Regions from separate parts of the Mus musculus genome. Here region 1 is linked to region 2. Evidence: chromatin contacts called from public Hi-C data. All regions are on one chromosome and are shown on one strand. The core of a region is the stretch at or near the end of the contact, and the rest is flanking DNA. Distances in the headings are between cores, read along the strand shown.

Region 1 (5,834 bases), core at 718-3,217, 250 kb before region 2:
CAGATATGTGTACTTGCTGTCTTTTTTTTTTTTTTTCTTTTTTTTTTTTTTTGTCTGTCTGTTGAGATAAGGTCCCTATGTATTGTTGGCTGACCTGGAACTTGCTGTGTAGACCAGGCTGGCCTTGGACTCACAGAGATGCATCTGCCTGTGCCTCCCAAGTGCTGAGATTAAAGGCATGCGCGACTATACTTAGTACTTGAGGCTCTTGCAGAGGACTGAAAAGTCTTGTTGCCAATGCCCTCATCAGGCAGCTTACAGATGTCTTAACACTACTAGGTCCAAATCTCACTCCATCTTCCTGGTTTGACTAGCACGTGCATTCAAGTATGCACAAATCTACACACTTTAAAAACACAAATAGTACTTCCAGGCTTACGAGATGGCTCATCAAGGCCAATGTCCAGTGACCCAAACTATCCCAGAGATCCACATGGCAGAGGGAGAAAACCAATTATTGCAAGTTGCCCTGTGACCTCCACACATGCCATGGCTCACTGTCCCCCATCCCATCCCCTAATGATATTTAAATCACTTTGGGGCACGGTGTTGCATTGCACACCTGTAACCTCAGCATTAAAGAGACTGAGACAAAAGGACATAAGTTTGAGGACAGCCTGGCAGTGGTGGCACACGCCTTTCATCCCAGCACTTGGGAGGCAGAGGCAGGTGGATTTCTAAGTTCGAGGCTAGCCTGGTCTACAGAGTGAGTTCCAGGACAGCCAGGGATATATATACAGACAAACCCTGTTTCAAAAAATGAATCCCCCCAAAAAATAGGTTTTAAGGACAGCTTGCGCTACAAACCAAAACTACCTTTTATGTGTATGTTTTGCCAGTGTGTGTCTGTGTACCATGTCAGACGTCAGGGCTTTGGGTCCCCTAGGACTGGAGTTATGGATGGCTGTTAAGCCATGTGGGTGCTTGGGATGAAGCCCTGATCCTCTGCAAGGGTTTTGGTTTTAATCCTGTGGTCATCAGTTTCCTTGACAAATGGCACAGTTCCTGCTGTACCGTTCACTAGCTGTCTGCAAAAGTGGAGATAAAATGAGGTTTGGAGCTAGCTATGGTGGTGCATGTTTGTAACCTCAGGATTCAGAGGATCCCCAGTTGAAGCCAGGTGTGTATAGTGAGTCGGCTTAGGGTTAATTAAATGGGGAGAGGGCGCTAATATATTTACATAAGTACTTAAATCTATTTACAGGGCCCCATTTCTCACCTTTGCCATACCGACCCTCAAAGACTGCAAAACACAATCATCTAGCCAAGCACATGTCTTGTTTATGGCTCTTTTCAGAACTGAGACTGAGGCATAGCCAGCCTGGTGTGTGTCTCCCAATCCCAGGCTAGTTTATTGCCCCATTTGGTTCCGTACCTAATGTTCCCCTTCCCACCCACCTCACTTACAGGCATCGTGAGGTGAGGATAGAATACTTTATTCACTCAGAAGGGCCAAGGGAATGTAGTCGGGGACGAGGCATGGTTCTAGGGACCCCGGTATGGCATTCCCTATCTCCCAGTCCCAGAGCACCCCGACCCAGGTGCAGGCATGGAAGGAACAATTCAGGTGCCAGTCCCAAGTGCCCCTCGCTGCCCCGCCGTGGCTCAGCTGCCCTCGCACTCCGGGCAGCGCTCGGTGGGCGTGGCGGCTGTGGCACTGGCGGGTAGCTTGAAGTCTCGGCCGCAGCCCGCGCAGATGTAGAGGCGGCGCCGCATGTGCGCGCGACGGTGGCGGATGAAGTGTGAGCTGAGGCGGAAGCGCCGGCCGCACTCCGTGCACGGGTAGGGCCGCTCGCCCGTATGCGTGCGCGCATGCTCCGCCAGGTTGGAACGGTGGCCGAAGCGCCGGCCGCACACGGCGCAGCGGTGCGGCTTCTCGCCCGTGTGCACGCGCCGGTGCTTGGCCAGCGCCGAGCTCTGAGCGAAGCGCGTGCCGCAGTCGGCGCATGCGTACGGGCGCTCGCCCGTGTGCGTGCGTCGGTGGCGCGCCAGGCACGAACTTCCGCCGAAGGCTCGTCCGCAGTCCGGGCACGCGTAAGGCTTCTCGCCCGTGTGCACGCGCAGATGCTGCGCGTAATTGGAGCTCTGCGCAAAGCGCCGCCCACAGTGTGCGCATGCGTACGGCTTCTCTCCGGTGTGACGCCGCCGGTGCTGCCGCAGGTTCGAGGCGGCGGAGAAGCGCTTGTCGCATTCCGGGCATTGGTAGGGTCGCTCGCCCGTATGCGTGCGGCCGTGCTTGGTCAGCGCCGACTTCTGCGAGAAGCACCGGCCGCATTCCGTGCACGCAAAGGGACGCTCGCCCGTGTGCGTGCGCGCATGTTTGGCTAGTGTGGAGCGGCGCGCAAAGGCGCGGCCGCAGTCCGGGCACGCGTGGGGGCGCGCCGGGTCGGCCGATGGCGCTGGCATCTGGCTGGCAACCTGCAGGGAAAGGGAGAACAGGTCAACCCTAAGGCCCCAGCGGAAACCTCGGTCTCTCGAACACTGCACACTCTTTGCGCCTCAATTCCTTAAATGACTTAATACATCACAACACCAGGTGACATTATAGTTACCTGTGTTCACAAAATTTATTGGGCACGATCTAGGTTATAGAGTTAAGAGACACTGGGGATTTGGCATTAGATAAAAAGTGCCAGGTGTCTGACATTGTAGAGATGAGACAGGAAGATCAAGAGGTCCAGGCCAAGCTGGCACACGCCTTAAATCCCTCCCAGCACTTGGGAGGCAGAGGCCGGTTGAATTTCTGAGTTCGAGGCCAGCCTGGTCTACAGAGTGAGTTCCAGGACAGCCAGGGCTGCACTGAGAAACCCTGTCTTCAAAAACCAAAACAAAACAAAAACAAAAAACCAAAAAAAAACATAAGGAGCCCCTGTTTCGAAACCCGAGTGCTGGTAATGTAGCAGTGACAGCTTGCCTCCTAATTTCCTCAGACCTGTGAGGACTGAATCCGGGGAGGAGTCCCACCTACAAGAGCAATGGGTTAATTGCTGGAGTGCTGCAGACACACATAAGGCTGGGAAGACCCTTGGTTGTAATAGTTATCAGGAGGAAGGAAACACGAGGGTTTCTTATTTAAGGACCTGTAGTGTAAATGAGATGGAGAATCACTGAGGGATTTCTGAGAATTTTGATCAGGAAAGTGACGGTCACACTCTTTGGGAACCCGAATGAAGGAGAAGACAGAACCAGGAGCCTCGTGAGGAGGCTACTGCACTCATCTGACTTGGCCTAAGCCCAGGAAGCAAGTAGAAAGTAGAGCCAGTGAGATGTTGGTTTCTCTCTCCACTTTACAGGTTGAGATAAGAGATGGCAACAAACTGGCTTTGAGGTATGGAGATTCAAAATGACTATGGGTTAGTCCTGCTTGCTTCTTCTGCCTCTCCTCCTCGGATTAAAGGTGTGGGACACCATGCCTGGGTCCAAGTAACTAAGATGTTTAAGTTCAGAACTGCACAGATGAGGGTTGCCATGTACAGAGGGGAACCAGGTAAGAAGAAAGATCTGGGGCTGGAGAGATGGCTGAGGTTAAGAGCACTGCCCTTCCAGAGGTCCTGAGTTCAATTCTAAGCAGCCACATGGTGGTTCATACCATCTATAATGACATCTGCTGCCCTCTTCTGGCCTGCAGGCCTACATGCAGGCAAATAAAAAAATCATGCATGCATGATAAAAAAATCTTTTTTGAGGAGAAGGAGGAGGAAGAGGATGGGGGAAGAGGAGATGATCTGCTGTTTGGGGCTGTATGGAACGCAGGAAGGAGCCAGGGCTGGCGATGAGAGGTTTTTGGTGTATAAATGTCTAGAGACTGAAGAGATCTCACAGGGAATTGCAGAAGGAAACTGGAGCAGCCATTTGGCAAATATAAGCAGAAGCCAGGACAGGGACAGCTTGGCCAGGATCAGACCCTTCAAAGTTTTCAAGCAAGCACTTTCTTAAGCTATGAAGAGAAAGCCAAATGTTGCTCTGAGACCTGAGGTTCTGAAGCTTGGAATGAGTCAGTTTGGACTTCTAGAAGTAAACTAAGGAGAAGGAAAGCATGCTGTGTAAGAAGCAGGTGAAGGGGCAGGTGAATTTCTGAGTTCGAGGTCAGCCTGGTCTACACAGTGAGTTCCAGGACAGCCAGGGCTACACAGAGAAACCCTGTCTTGAAAAACAAACAAACAACAACAACAACAAAATTAGTTCCAGGCTGGTGAGATGGCTCAGTGGTTAACAGCTCTGACTGCTCTTCCAAAGGTCTGAGTTCAAATCCTAGCAACCACATGGTGGCTCACAACCATCCAAAGTGAGATCTGACGCCCTCTTCGGGTGTTTCTGAAGACTGCTACAGTATATTTAGATATAATAAATAAACCTTAAAAAAAAAAAAAACTTTAATTCATTCTGGGCTTAGTGGTTCAAACCTTCAATCCTAGCACTTGGGAGGCAGAGGCAGAAGGATCTCTGTGAGTTCAAGGCCAACCTGGTTTACATAGCAAATTTCAGGACAGTCGGGATAACAAAGACCCTGTCTTTAAAAATAAACACACACAAACCATTAATTCATGACGAAAGACTCACCTGCCACACAGGACAAGACACAGGCTGCCTTGTATTCAGCCCACCACCCTCCTTTTACAGAGGAGACAACAACATAAAAAAACCTAAGTGACAAAGAGCAGGACCTTCCCTTTCAGAAGCTGTGGTGGAGCACCCTGAAGGCCATCGCCCTCTGTCATGAGAAACTGGCTCTGGGGCCAGGTAGGTGGTACATGACTTTAATTTCTGCACTCAGCAGACAGAGGGAGGCACAGCTCTTGTGGATTTAAGAACAACCTTGTCTACATAGAATTCCAGGCCAGCCAGGGTTGCACAGTGAGACACTATCTCAAAACAAACAAAAAAAATAATAATAAATCAAAGAAAGTAGCTTTGAACTACAAGATATGACAGTTTTGGAAATTAGCAATCAGCCAAAAGAACTCTGGTTTTAATAATAACAATAGTCTTCCCTTAACTGTGGCTTGATTTTCCTGTTTCAGCTGCTAGCTGTCATAGTCTAAAAATATTGAATGGAAAATTCCAGAAATAAACACCTTTTAAGTTTAAAACAACTTTTATTATAGCATATTGTTATCGTTCTATTTTATTATTGTTAAACTCTTATTGTGCCTAATTTAGAATTAAATTATATTATAGGTATATACCTAAAGGAAAAAACACAGGCTGGGTATGACCGCAAACCTATAATACCAGCACTCAGGAGGATCACAAGGTCTCAGCCAGCTTGGAGAATATAGCAAGAACCTGTCTCAGCAATAACCTAGTTAAAATGTGTGTGCGCATGACTGAATCCACTCAAGGTTTTAGGCACCGGTGACAGGGTGTGTCTGTCTTGAAATGTCCCCTGTGAAAGGAGCTTCTGTAAGGAAGACCCTCACTTCAGGCTTTGATGGTACTGCTTTACGTATGCTATCACAGTAAATCTTCCTGACACCCCTCAGTCAGGTGGGACAGTATTTTATTTTATTTATTTATTTATTTTCGTTTTTCGAGACAGGGTTCCTCTGTTTAGCCCTGGCTGCCCTGGAACTCACTTTGTAGACCAGACTGGCCTCAAACTCAGAAATCCACCTGCCTCTGCCTCCCGAGTGCTGGGATTAAAGGCGTGCACCACCACTGCCCGGCTGGGACAGTATTTTAATGTGTAGCTCAGGTTAACTTATACATATAGACGATCTAGCCTCTGCCTCCTGACTGTTTGATTACAAGTGTGTTCCACTACGCAGGGTTATTTTGTTTTTGCTTTTTTTTTTGGTTTTGTTTTTAGAGAGTTTCTTGCCTTGCCATATAGC
Region 2 (5,935 bases), core at 1,935-4,434:
CCAAACTGTGTCACAGTTAAGGTTAAGGCTTTCTTTTTTTTTTCCAGAGCCTGCCCTTAGCCTGGCCTGCCTGTGTTACATACAGTATCACAGCCTGGGCTACCACTCCAGCTGTCGATTGGCTAAGATTGTTTGGGGGAGGGGCTAGTGAGATTGCTGCTGAGCCTCTGCTGGCCTGGGTTCAAGCCCCAGAGCCAACATGGTGGAAGGTGGGATCAAGGAAGAACTCCATTGAGGACAGGCCCTGCTTATACTGAATGTAGGTAGACCTTTTCTTAAATCCAAAGTAGGCAGCCATCTGGTGGCTGGGCTGGGTCACCACCTTCCCCTTCGCTCTCTGTCCTCCCAGGATTAAGAGAACAGCTGGGGACAAAGGGAGCTACTTGGAGCTAGGCAGGAGAGGAAGGGTTTTTATCAGGAAGGCAGGAGAGAGACCTGTGACAGTGTTAATGGTTAAAGTAGAAGGTGCAGGAATGGTCCCAGTGATGATTTTAAGGTGAAGTAGAGCAACTGGAACTGTCACCCACAGGAGAGGGGCTGTTCAAAGTGGGATGCAGTCACAGGAATGGAGGGAGGCTGGAATGGGCTAGCCACTGAGTTGATGGTCTTGTTCTCCTGAAGGCGGAGATTTGAGGCCTTCAGCTTCACAGTGAATTCACAGCTACCCTGGACCCACCTGAGAAAGAAGAAAAGGTCTTGGTCTTTGCCCTCCAGATGTAAACAGATTTGTTGAGCTTGGACTGTTTGAGATGGACCTTCCCCTCCCTAAACCTGTAGCTTTAGGACAGACACCTTTGCAACTTTTTCAGTCCAGCAGAGGAAGTTTGGTTGCTAGGAGTGATTCAGAGCCAAGGTTGCAATAACAGAACTGTGACAAGGCTAATGTTTCTGGTTGTTGAGGTTTGGTTTTGTTTTTGAGGCAGGGTTTCCCTGTACAGCCCTGGCAATCCCGAAACTCTAGACCAGGCTGGCCTTAAATTTGGAGATTTACCTGGCTCTGTAGCCTTAGCTAGCTGAAAACTTGCTCTGTATCTCAGTCCTTCATGTTGTAGTTTTCTTCCTACTTCCTAAGTGCTAGGATTATAAGCATAAACCACTAGACTCAGCTCACTCACACACACCAGCATCGCTCTGGGTAACCCAGGCTAGCCTGGGCTAGTGCTGTCACCATCACCTCCAGATGGCTTATAGCTGGTCTTTGCTGCTTTGTGGGTTCTTTTCCCCACCCTTTATCCTCCCCTCCACCCCATTTCACCCCCTACCACTAGATAAGAGAAAAGGAGAGAGGAGAGAGATCCCTGAATTGAACTTTTGTTTCTTTTATGAGCATGACTACTAACAAACCAAAACCAACCAAATGAAGCCAACAACCACCCACGCTTGTTGGGGTGCTAGCATTTATGTACCCTCTGAAAAGTTCCCAGAATTCCAAATGTCACACAGTTGCAGAAACTATCTGCAGCTGGTAAAACCATGCCTCTGCTAGAGCACGAGGCAAATCATAGTCAGCTGCTGTGGACGGTCCGATGCAGCCCACACCCCACACCTGGGATTAAAACAAAAGTGCTTTCTTAAAATATTTCTGTATTTTTAAAGAAACCACAATTCCAGAATTCTCACTACAGTGGCTCTCAATCTTTGAGTCATTGTGAGAACTTTTTAAAAAATTAATCAGTGCTCAGACCCTACCCTCTATGAAAGAAACCCCAAATCTCCAGAGATACACAGCTTTAAGAATGTCCAGGAGAGATGGCTTGACAACGAAGAGCTGGTCCTGCTCTTACAGAAGTTCAACTCCCTGCACTCACATGAGCACTCCCACACAGACACATAGTTAAAATAATAAAAGACTAAGCTGGGCAGTGGTAATACTTGCCCTTAATTCCAGCACTCCAGAGGCAGAAGCCAGCAGATCTTTGTGATTTCAAGGCCAACCTGGTCTACAGAGTGAGTTCCAGGACAGCCAGGGCTACAGAGACTGTCTCAAAATTACTACTACTACTAAAACAAAAAAGAAAACCTCCCTGCGGACCACGAGCAGTGAGGCACTGTGAACCAGCCACTGGCTATTTAGATTCCCTATGCCAGACATTCGAAGGTTATTTTGAAAATTCCTGAAATGTGATGATTCATGGCTCATTGATTTTGGCTGATACATCAACATTGCCTTTGAGTTGCCAGAAAAGGAACGAAGCCAAGCATGGTGGCCCATACCAGTAGTCTCAGCACTCAGGAAGTCGAGGCAGGAGGCTTGCTTTGAGTTCGAAGCCTTCATAGACTTCATCATAGTAGTAATCCACTACCCAGGGTTACATAGCAAGATTCTATCTGGAAAAGAAAAAGGGAAAGAACAGACGTAGTAGTTCACTCTAAGGATTTGGAAGACAGAAAGATTGCTGTGCAAGGCCAGCCTGGGCTACAGAGTGAGACGTCTCAGAACAAAACCTGGGGCTGGCAGCCTGCCCTCGTTCTGTGTCGTGCACTGGAGACCAGTAAGCCAAGCTGCACCCTGGCCTCACACACCCCTCTTTGCACAGCAGACTGTACCCCAGCTTCTGCTGCTACCTGAGGACTAGCTGTGGCTCCGAGCAGGCCAGACTAGACGTGTGCCCAAGAGCCGGCAAGAGCCGGCAGGGAGCAGGGCTCAGCACAAGGCAGAAAGGAGAGGTGCAGCCGGCAAGAGTTGGAGCCAGACCTCGGCATCCGGACCTGGGGCAGCCATAGACAACCCTTTGCCACTGGCTTCTTCATTTCTGTTGAGACACATTCTCATTATGTAGTCCTTCTTAGCCTGTAACTCACTATGTCGACCAGGCTGGTCTCCATCTCACAGATACCTTCCCACTTCTGTCTCCCAAATACTGAGACGAAAGGCAGGTGCTACCACACCTGGCATACTGTGTCTTTTGAGGGCCTTGAAATAACAGAAATAAAAGGCTGGAACTGTGCACATCATCGAGTAAGCTGCCAGAGTGTGAGACTTGTCACAAATCTAAGTGCCAGAGGCATAAAGGCGATGCCTGCTCCAAGGGAACTGACTGGTAGTCTCAGTGGTGGGGGAGCTATGGGGCGTGGTAGGGGAGTGGACAGGGAAGTGAGATGGAACCCTTGTACCGAAGCAGGGGCCTGGCCTCAGAACAAGGCCGGAACCCAGCCTGATTAGCTTTGAGGAAGGCTCTTGCTGAGTCACTGAGCTGGGAGAGGCTCTCAGGCCCCCTGACTGTTCCCAGCTGGGGTGACAGATGGTGGAGAGGCCTCAGTCTTGGGGAGTGGAGCCAATAGAGGCTGTGCCTGGAGCCTACTCCCACCTCACAGGACCTTCTATATTTCTCTTCTTCCGGGTGGGGCCTCCAAACCCTGCTGGCAGTACAGGCCCTTCTTCTTGTCCCATCTGGTTTCCTGGCTTGGCTTCTCCCTTGCAGTGAACCTGCATTGGAGCCCCTGGAGAGATGCTGTACCCAACTGTGGGGAGCCCCTGCATAGCTGTGCCTCTGGTGTGCGAAGCCTTACCTGACCAGTAGACAAGTGAGGGTTCAGCCCTAATGCCAGATGGGGAAGGAGGCCCTGACTACACCCCTCAGTGGGTTAGGAAAATTGGGCCTTGGGCCCTGTCTATTCTCAGTAGTAAACACTGTACTGGTAAAGAGCCAGGCTTGGCTGTGGGTGCTTTCTGTACAAACGTGTCATCACCGTGCTGGGAAAAGACTATTAGTCATCTCAATTTGGTAATGGAGGAGGCAGATAGAGGAACAAAGGACATCCTGTAAGGTCGTTCATCCAAAGAGGGTCAGGTGTCCAATGGCGGTGGTGGTACACAACTTTAATCTCAGCACTCAAGAAGCAGATAGAGCCAGGGCGTCGTGGCGCACACTTTTAATCCCAGCACTTGGGAGGCAGGGGCAGGCGGATTTCTGAGTTCGAGGCCAGCCTGGTCTACAGAGTTCGTTCCAGGACAGCCAGGGCTACACAGAGAAACTCTGTCTTGGAAAAAAAAAAAAAAAGAAGCAGATAGATTTCTGAGTTCCAGGCCAGCCTGGTCTACATAGCCAGTTCCAGGACAGCCAGAGCTACACACAAAACAAAACAAAAACAAAAAAGAGGGTCTTAGTTTAAGTGGCTTTAGTCTTAGAGTCTTGAATGTTGCTCTCCTGGAACAGGGTTCCATTTCATGTCCTGCAGCAACTGGAATAGAGGCAAAGTTGAGCCGGATATGCAGTGGCTTGGAGGACTCAGAGCAGAGGGATCAGCTTGGGGGCAGGGTGGGGCATAGAGGAGAGATGGGACACCGGATGGACAGGACTGGACAACATGGCAGGACAGAGCCTGGAAGTCAGAAGGCAAGTTGTAAGCCTGGAAAAGCTACCCTCCTGAGAATCGGGGATCTCAGCCTCCTGTGAAAAGGGAACCCAGAACAGCTTCTAGGTTAGATCGAAGCTGCAGGGTTAAAGAAAGAGGCAGTTGTTCCCTGCTTTATGTGTTTCCAAACAAAGTCCCTTCAGAGCAACTTCGGGATGGACTTGATCTTACTACTGTTTGAGGTTGCAGTCAGCATGCCTGATGGTATGGCAGCAGGACCCTGAGGCAGTGGGTCACACTGTACCCACCAGCTATCAGGACCTGAGGCAGCGGGTCACACTGTACCCACCAGCTATCAGGAAACACTGAATGCTGGTCCTCAGATTTCTCCTTTTGAGTCAGCATGAACCCCAAGCCCACAGAGTGGTGGTTAGGCTGGGTCTTCCCACATCAATTAAACCTACTGTAGAAAATTCCCTTAGAAACATGCCCTGAGGACCATCTCCTGGGAGATTCTAAACATTGTGAAGTTGGCAGCGCTTAGCCATCCCAAGCAAAATTTCCTCCCTTTAACATGGGAAGCATATCAGAAAAGCATTGTAGTCGGCGGTGGTGACACACGCCTTTAGTCCCAGCACTTGGGAGGCAGAGGCAGGTGAATTGTTGAGTTTGAGGACAGCCTGGTCTACAGAGTGAGTTCCAGGACAGCCAGGGCTACACAGAGAAACCCTGTCTCGGAAAAAACAAACAAACAAACAAACAAAAAAAAAACAGAAAAGCATTGGGCCAGGGAAGTTAGCTTAGCTGGTAAAATGCTTGTCATTCAAGTGAGCCCTGAGTTCAGTCTCCAGCACTTAAAAAAAAAAGCTGAGCTGCTGAGTTGGTTCAGTTCCCAACATGGAAGTTCACGATTGTCTGACGCTCCAGTTTCAAGGGATCTGGCATCTTCACGAGGACATACATGCAGGCAAAACACCAATGTATATAAAATAAAATACAATAAATCCTTAAAAAAAAAAAAAAAAAGAAAGAAAAGATATCTAAATTGTGATTTTGGCCCCACTGGGGATGTGAAGACAGACAAATCCCTGGACCTTGCTGGCCAGCCAGCCTATTGGAATTGGCAAACCACAGGTCATACAGAGAAATTATGTATGTTTGTTTGGGGGGGAGGGGGGGACTTGTCTAAAAATAACCAAGGTTGGACAGGAGACATGAGGTGAAGGTGCTTGCTGCTGAGCCTCACAGAGTTTGGGCCCAGGGATCCACACGGTGGAAGAAGACTTCCACGGCACACTCTGGCACACGCACCCACTTAATAAAATTTAACAAATTAAAAACAGAAAGTAAGCTGGGTGGGGGTAACACATGCCCAGCACTCAGGCTGCTGGTTTCCGATTTGAGGACAGCCAGAGCTACACAAAGAAACCCTGTCTTGAAAAACCAAGAAAAGAAAAGAAAAAAGTGCATGTTACCTGAAGATAAACGCCCAAGGCTGTCATGTAGCCTCTGTACACACACCCCAAACAGCAAGAACCTTTCCTTCTGTTTTTGCTTGTTTTTCTTTTGTCTTGAGATGGAGGCTCGTGTCTGGTCCAAGCTTGCTGTGTAATTAAGGATAACTTGGGACACTCCCCTT

What was found. Hi-C and Micro-C count contacts between places; a contact is called where the count stands out from the background.
Region 1: a contact with region 2 is called in a Hi-C map of muscle stem cells, with 2.3 times the contacts expected there. The contact joins two enhancer-like sites. A contact is called at or near these places in 2 of 39 promoter capture datasets (erythroid cells and liver), 4 of 484 Hi-C or Micro-C datasets (CD4 T cells, embryonic stem cells, muscle stem cells and 1 more), 4 of 115 datasets of contacts at active chromatin or transcription factors (embryonic stem cells, extraembryonic endoderm stem cells, microglia and 1 more) and 2 of 9 other capture datasets (adipose tissue and liver).

The regions. Positions count from the first base shown.
Region 1 is chr7:127,250,389-127,256,222 of GRCm38.p6, reverse strand. It overlaps Zfp771 (zinc finger protein 771), which reads right to left. Exons shown (of 3, transcript NM_177362.4): 3 at 1,351-2,418. The coding sequence ends at 1,606. Among named protein-coding and RNA genes, the nearest start is that of Dctpp1, 7.4 kb to the left of the region's middle. Within about 2 kb of position 1,967, at least 368 of the 459 cell types and tissues checked have an H3K27ac peak or open chromatin away from gene starts, as enhancers often do. A contact at or near this core is called in embryonic stem cells, erythroid cells, liver and 3 more, where this site is marked.
Region 2 is chr7:127,006,125-127,012,059 of GRCm38.p6, reverse strand. All of the region lies in intron 1 of Mvp (major vault protein), which reads left to right. Among named protein-coding and RNA genes, the nearest start is that of Mvp, 5.5 kb to the left of the region's middle. Within about 2 kb of position 3,184, at least 296 of the 459 cell types and tissues checked have an H3K27ac peak or open chromatin away from gene starts, as enhancers often do. A contact at or near this core is called in embryonic stem cells, erythroid cells, liver and 3 more, where this site is marked.